Regions from separate parts of the Mus musculus genome. Here region 1 is linked to region 2. The links are chromatin contacts, called in public HiChIP or PLAC-seq maps. All regions are on one chromosome and are shown on one strand. Each heading gives the region's core, a stretch centred on a gene start, on an enhancer-like site or on the middle of the called end of the contact. The rest is flanking DNA. Distances are from core to core; before and after follow the strand shown. Region 1 overlaps BC034090 (cDNA sequence BC034090). Region 2 has its middle 62 kb from the start of Gm41976.

Evidence for each region. HiChIP or PLAC-seq counts read pairs in DNA pulled down with a chosen protein or histone mark.
Region 1: an H3K27ac HiChIP or PLAC-seq map of acute myeloid leukemia shows a contact between it and region 2, with 4 times the contacts expected there. The contact joins two enhancer-like sites. A contact is called at or near these places in 5 of 115 datasets of contacts at active chromatin or transcription factors (acute myeloid leukemia, differentiating embryonic stem cells, embryonic stem cells and 2 more).

The regions. Positions count from the first base shown.
Region 1 is chr1:155,221,063-155,224,750 of GRCm38.p6, forward strand. It overlaps BC034090 (cDNA sequence BC034090), which reads right to left. Exons shown (of 10, transcript NM_001370865.1): 6 at 2,213-2,369; 7 at 273-525. Among named protein-coding and RNA genes, the nearest start is that of Gm31102, 20 kb to the right of the region's middle. Within about 2 kb of position 2,154, at least 169 of the 459 cell types and tissues checked have an H3K27ac peak or open chromatin away from gene starts, as enhancers often do. A contact at or near this core is called in acute myeloid leukemia, where this site is marked.
Region 2 is chr1:154,847,905-154,851,446 of GRCm38.p6, forward strand. It overlaps a transcript of Cacna1e not described here. Among named protein-coding and RNA genes, the nearest start is that of Gm41976, 62 kb to the right of the region's middle. Within about 2 kb of position 1,502, at least 32 of the 459 cell types and tissues checked have an H3K27ac peak or open chromatin away from gene starts, as enhancers often do. A contact at or near this core is called in acute myeloid leukemia, where this site is marked.

The DNA.
Region 1 (3,688 bases), core at 904-3,403, 370 kb after region 2:
ACTGTGGCCAAGGAGTAGGTTAAAGAATGCAGGGCACGAACTCTCCAGCACACAGGCAACAGGGAGAGAGAGAGAGAGAGGACAGTAGGTGGTGGGTGAAGAAACAGGATTAAGGGTCACTCACACACAGTAAGCACAAGTACTGTGAGACAGTCGTGAGGATGCTAGCGGCTCGCCACTGCTGTGACTTGGACTTGCCTCCCCTTCCACTCTCATCCCATTAGACCACACCACTGGAACCACACCCTATAGCCAGGGCCCTGGGGACTCACCAGATGCAGGGTCTGTAACGATGGGGCTCTTTTCACTTTGGGGGTGCTGGTCTGTGGAGCCAGGGCTGAGGGCTGCAGTTGTTCCACACTGTAGCTTCGGGATGGGCCAAGTCTGGGCTGGGGTGTGTGGCCCAGGGCTGAGAAAAGCTTTTTGAGCCCCAGGGCAGAGGTAATGCTACTCCTCCTTTTCTTGTTCCCATCAGAATGGGTGCTTGAGGGTGACCTGTGCCCTGCACTGGCCTCAAGTGATGCTCTGAAACGCAAAGGGGAGGGCATGAGCTGGATGTATCCTGCATCGTAGGGCTCCACAGACCCCAGTGGACCAGGGCCCATGTCCTCAAGGAGGTTCTAAGAATCAGGCTGTAGCAAGGAGAGCCACGCAGACTCTGCCAGGTACCCCGTGAAAGTAGAAGCCATCCACTCCGCTCCCGCGGGATGTCTCACAAGCCTCCTATCTGTCCGCCCTCAGCTAAGGGAATAGAGAAACTTATCAACAACAGGCCACAAGAAGAAGAGAAGCCAAACAGTGATGTGTGGGGTGAAGCAGGGTGGGACTAGGCACTTATTTTAAATAGTTTCCAGGGAAGAGCTCTTTGGCAGAAAACAATCTTTATACCAAGGGCCAATGACAGGAAGGAGTCAGGCCCTTAAGCCTGAAGTGAGAACTGTTAGAGCACAGAACAGCTGGGACCTCTGTCTGAGCAGAAACAAATGTGATGAGTTCAATGACAGCAGCCAGGTAGGGAGAGAAGCAGGAAGGGGTGTGCGGTGAAGCCAGGCAGGCAGGGAAGTCCCACCACGCCAAGCACTGTCAGCCCCGGGAAGAGGAGAGGAGAGGCTACTGTGGGGCTTTAAGTAGGACAATGATACCATTTAATTGGGTTCTAAAAAAATATTCCCTTGTGCAGCTAAGAAGCGAGACAGCTTAGACCAGATGGTAGAGAGAGGGGCTGGGGGCTGGCGAGGGCTGCCGGTGGGTAAGGGAGGGAAAGCAGGAGGAGGCAGATCGAGGTCTAAGCTGTGGGGACAGCACCACAGCTGCTGGGAAGGGGGTGTGGGGAAAGCAACCGTGGTGTTTTTATTGAGGGAACAGCTAGATACTTGAGAGAGATGTCCAGGAGGAACTGGCCAGACAGTCCTCACATTGTGGCAACCGTCCAGACCTGTCTGGGCCGTCAGGAGGCCGAGTGCTGTGTGCAGTCACAGGATACAGTCTGGAGCTGGGAAAGCCCTTACAAGTACCAGGTTTGCCTAGGCTTTGAACTTGGTCCAAGGAGGTTCCAGCAAGGTCTCAGGTGGCTAGGCCTCAGCTGGTGCAAGGAAGGGGATCAGTTTGCATCCTGGGAGCACCTTGAGGGCTGTGGCCCTCAGCTGTATCATTAGTAGCTGGGGCTCAAGGGTGGGGATATTACTCCGTGCCTCAATGAAGTCCGTCAGATAAAGAGAATTAGCAAAGGTGGGGCTGGAGTAGGTCAAGTGCATAGAAGTGGCATAGAAGCCTGAGGACCTGAGTTCAGATCCCCAGTGCCCACTTACAAGCCAGGCCACGCAGAGCAGCACGTCTGTAACCCCAGTTCCAGGAGGCAGAGACAATGTGGGTTGGGGGTTCAAACACACGGTGTGAGGCAACTAAGTAAGATTCCCCCAATGTTAACATCTGGCCTGTATATATACTTAGATACGTACAGCCATGTGTCCCCAGACACACGTGTACCCGGTTTTCCCTATGAGCACACATGTACAACACACACACACACACACACACACACACACACACACACACACACACACACACAGAATTAGGGAGGGTGGTTTAGGGCACCAGGATGTGGTCTAGGGCCTTCTGGGTCTGGAAGAGGAAGTTAAGAGACACTATGCTCCAGGTGGTATGTCCCCATCCAGCATGCCTTATGTCGTCAGGGCTTGCTCCTGCCACTCACCCAGTGGGCACATGGCCCCCAGAGCTGGATCCTGTCCTCTGTGAACCTCCTCCCCACTCCTGGCTGCGCTCAGGCTCCTCTGAGGTAAGGGCGAGGGTGATGGCTGTAGAGTTGACAGTGGCGATATCCACTGACTGGAGAGAGTCCTGGAGTGTTCCTGCAACAGCCACAGAGCCGCCCCTGCTACATGACTGTCCCCACAGGTCACACGGGGGAAAGGCCCATTTCCCAGCCTGACCTGAGGAGCAGGAGATGCCGGGGAGAGGTGGGAGCCGTAGGAGCAGAAGCAGTAGAAGCCCAGGAAGCAGTCAGTGAAGGAGGCGGGGCTCATCCTTGAGCATCTGCTAAACTGGAAACTTTGAGGATAAGAGTGGGGGTGCTATGGAGGACTGTGGACTACTGTTACCCCATCACCCAGCTGGGCACCTAATAAGTATTTGTTAAGTGTTAGTTACTTGTGGTAGGTCATGCCCATTCCGTGTCAAGGGACACAGTCGAGAACTGGGGAAACAATCTAAAATTGCCACAGCTTTTACTATAGCTTCCATCTTGGGTCCATTGTATGCACTTGGTGATATGAAGGGTGACTGAACCCTTCATAGACTTGCCCTGTGGTTCCCACGAGACAGGCTGTATCTTAACCCTCCCCGTCTAGATAAGAAAACATGAGGATAGAGAGAGGAAGCGGTTACCCAGGGGCCCTGTCACTAATAAGAGAATCCTCACTAAGTTCTCAAGGAAGTGCAGACTCAGGGTTCCCAGAAAGGTCACTGCATCTCAGAAGGTCTGCAGGACGTGGCTAGGTTCACACCAGCCTGGAGCCCACACAGGAGAGGGAGGCACAGCTGAGCTCGGTGTGGAGGGCGGGAGATGGGTGGAGGCAGAACAACTAGGGGGGAGAGGCTTTGCCTCAGCAACTTCACTGCTGTCCGCTGGGATCACAGCAGTGCGGATCAGAGCGGGCACAGAATCTGCCCACGGCGAGACTCCTCCTCCCTAGGGCAAGGAGCTTTGGCAGCCTTGCCCATTAGAATCTACTAGCAGGTCGGACAACCAGGGCCACGGAGGGATCAGAGCGGCAGCTTGCTGTAGTGCTCCCCCTGCTGGTCACTGCACCCCACAGACACGTGTGACCACAGAGAACCTTAAGGGCAGGGAGCCTGCTTGAGTAATTTCCCACAGTGCGCAGGACAGGTCTGAGCTTGTACAGGGTGCATGACCAACAGTGAACAAGGCAGTGCAAAGCACAGAAGAGAGAAGGTGGAAGAGGCAGGTGACTGTCGGTAGTCACTCTTCTAAACAACAGTAGATTACTCATAGTTTACAAGAGTCAAATGCCCACAAAGCCTGGCCCCAGCAGCTGTGGACTGAAGCTTCCCCTACACACCCCAGAGTTCCCATCTGGCTCCATCCCCACCGAGGTCCAAGCCCCTGCTCCCCATCCCCCAAGCACAGAACACTGGCTAACTTGCTCCA
Region 2 (3,542 bases), core at 252-2,751:
TTTGTAAGAAGGTTTTTTTATTAAAAACAGAAAGAGTTTGTGTAACCAAAAGGGCCAGGGCCTCTGCCACCCCAGACTCCTCATCTATCCTTCTGGCTGGTCAAATCCTCTGAGAATGACAGGATTAAAGTATGAAAAATAAGATAGCACAGTTAAAGTATAGGAATGTGATCTGGCACTTGTTAGCAGTGCTCCCTGGAGCACCCATCAACCATCAAGCACTGCCTGCTCCAGGTGTGGATTCCTGGACTCACTCCTGACCCACTCGTTCCACCTCTCCTTTCACGACTGTACCTAGAGAAGACTGGGACTATATATGTCTTGTTCATTCTGCACACTCAGCCAAATAATACAGGCCTAGTAAATGCTAGGCAACTTCATAAATCCTTCCTCAATTGATCAATAAGTCCTGTAATTGTATATATTGTAGATGAGAAAGGGAAGGGAAATGGGGTGGGAACTTGTGGACACATCTAGATCCTACTCACAAGTCCTGGTTCTACTGAGACAGAATGCCAGTCTGCATGGAACTGCCTCTAGTGCAGAGCTGTTTTGGAATTACTCTGACATGTGTGGTAGTTTGGACGTGAAATGTTTCTTGTATTTGAACACTTAGTCCCTGTTGGGATGGTTGTGTACAATGTGTATTCAAATGCTTGGTTCTGTGCACTGTGTATTCAGATGCTCATTACTGGGTCCAGAGATCTGGTTGCAATCCTGAGGTTAGCATTGTCAAGCATCTCCTGCCTTAATGTATCAAAATTGTTTCCCATCCCCTCTGATTGGTTAATAAAGAGCTGATCAGCCAATAGCTGCACAGGAGAGGAGGAGGCTGGACTTTTGATCCCAGAGAGAGATTCTCTAACCAAGAGAGATGGGGGGCTGGGGTTGTCAGAGAGAGTCATGAGAGGACTCTCATTGATGGAGCAGATGCAACCAGAGAGAGACAAAGATGGCAGGCAATGGGGCACGTGGCTGAGTAATACATAGCATGGTCCGGTTAGAATAGGTGAGAACCCTGCCCAGCTATAGTGCAAAAGGTTTTTAATAAATAAACCAGGTCTCTGTGTCATTATTTCAGAGCAAAGGCTGGGGAAAAAAGCCCTGTGTTTTCACAATCCTAGCTATTGGTGCTGGAGGTTGTGGAATGTTTATGAAAGTCTTCCTGGGGAAGTTGATCATTATGATGGAGGCCTTGAAGTTTGCAGGCAGGTCAGGTTCTCTTCCTGCAGAGGTATAAGTAGCTGCACATAGACCTGCTGCCGTGGACCTCCCCACCACGGGACCTTCCCCACCCATCACACTTTTCCTGCCATGTTACACCAAATTCCCTCAAACCATGGCTATAGTCAGCTTCTCCTACCTTAAGTTTCTTCTTGCTAGATATTTAGTAATACCAACGGACAAATACCAATTTCCTGAACCCAGTTAGGGTAATGAAACCCATATGCAAATTAAACCACCCAAGGAACCATTCGGTTTCAAGAAGTTCCACTTTTAACATAGCTAACCTTGTGGGGTTTCATTGTAAACAAGTTAGCCACACATGCCCAGACCACTTCACTCCAAGCTGCAAAGGTAGGGAAGACAGAAGAAGAAGCATAAAGGGAAGAAGAGTGGCCATAAGCCCTGAAGAGCAGGGATCACCTTTGTCCCTCTTCTTTGTCTCAGGAATCCCTGAAAATTCCCAAGGAACAACCAGAACCAGCACAAGGGAGGCTCCCTGCATCAGCAGCCATAATTTATATTCCTCATGGGATTTCCAGAGGAGTGCTCTCAGAATGACTGATGGCTGGTCAAGGGAAGAAGAAAATCGCATACATGAGTTTCCAAAAAATTGAAATGAAGAATGAGGTCTCAGGGGAAGCTGCCAGGATAATTAAAGCATTCATTCAGGCTCTGGTTTGCCTGAGAGCAACGGGCTCCTGTGAGTGCCACTAAATTTTGCCACAATAAAAATCTGTGCCCCCAAGGTGGACTCCCAGGCAGGGTTCTGCTCAGAAAGGAGCCCCTTCCTCGAAGTCTCTTGCAGCCACACTCAAAGGCATGCTCGGCAGCCAAGGATCTTCAGTTGAAATGTCTCTCTTGGACATTTGGGATCTTCATGTCAGGAAGATGAGGTACTGAGAGGGAGACTGTCTAGGCCACCATTAAAGCCTGCACAAGAAGGAGGACCTGAGTTCGGATTCCCAACCCCTACTTTAAAAATCCAGGCGTGGTAGTACATGTTTGCAAGCCTGGGGGGACAGGAAGGGGAGACAAGCAGATCTCCAGCGTTTTCTGGCCAGCCAGTCTAGTCCACTGGTGAACCTGGGTTTAGTAAAAGACAGAGTCTCCACAGAGAAGGTGGAGAGTAACAGAGGAAGGCACCCAACATTAACCTCTTGCCACCCCATATACATGTGCACACATATGGTGAGTGCATGTGTGTGCATGTGTGCATACACATACACACAATTATAAAATTAAATTTAAAAGAAAGAAGAGGAAAGAACATTATGTGTTGTTTCAGATTCCAGGGACATTGATATGTAAGGGCAGTGGAGTCCATTCAGATCCTGTGGCTTAGCTGGTCCTAGACAGCATCCTCTGAAGGTTGCTTCGGTGCTCCTGTCTATAAGGCAAGCAGCTGCCTCTGGCCAGCCATCCTGCTGTGATCTCCTTGTGCAGCCTCAATAATTAACATCCAGGCAAAGTGCCTTTTGTGCCTTCAGCTGAGTCGCTGTCATTCATTACTAGGAAAGGAAAATATTTACCAAATTCAACATGACAAACAGCACAATACTCAAAAAAAAAAAAAAGCTGCCCTACCCAGCATGCTGGGGCCTGCTTGATGGCACCAGCTCTGCTACCCAAGAGACCTGAAAGAATCATTAAGTTTAGATACCAGGAGCCCCATTGCAGGAGGAAGCAGTTAGGGTTGCTCTTACAGAAAAGTCTGTCCTCAAACCTGTGGGTCTTTAACCTAAAGTTAGAGGTGGACAGAGGGGCTCTGGTGTCCTCTGAGTGGGATCCTCTTAAATAGGAATTCTGTCTGCATTATCATGCAGATACAAACTGCACATTGTTTCTTAAGCAAAAAAATAAGTGTCAGGCTGAATCTGAGAATGAAAGGACAGAAGAGACAACTCTGATGACAGGCAGTCATCTCTCCGTTCTTCCGTTTCGGTTTGAACCTTTTCTGGTTGGGAAGACACTTGGGACTTTCCAGATTCATGAGCAGTCATGCATTACAGAAAACTAGAACAGTCCCAAGAGAATTCAAGGCTAAAATAAATCATCTATGGGACAAGGCTGGAGGATGCTTCATTCTGATGAATGGCAGGAAGTTGAACGCCGTTCTCCAAAATGGTGGGAGAAAGATCCAAATACAAGGGCTTGCAAGAGTGAAGACAGGGCTAAAATCTTAAACAAGATGACCAAGGAAGATGTTCCTGGGAAAATAACTCTTAAAGATGTATGAGGATCGGAAGACTGAACTGTGGAACTAGCTTGAGGATGCAAAGAACAGACAAAAGCTAGCACAGGTATCTGAAGGGCTG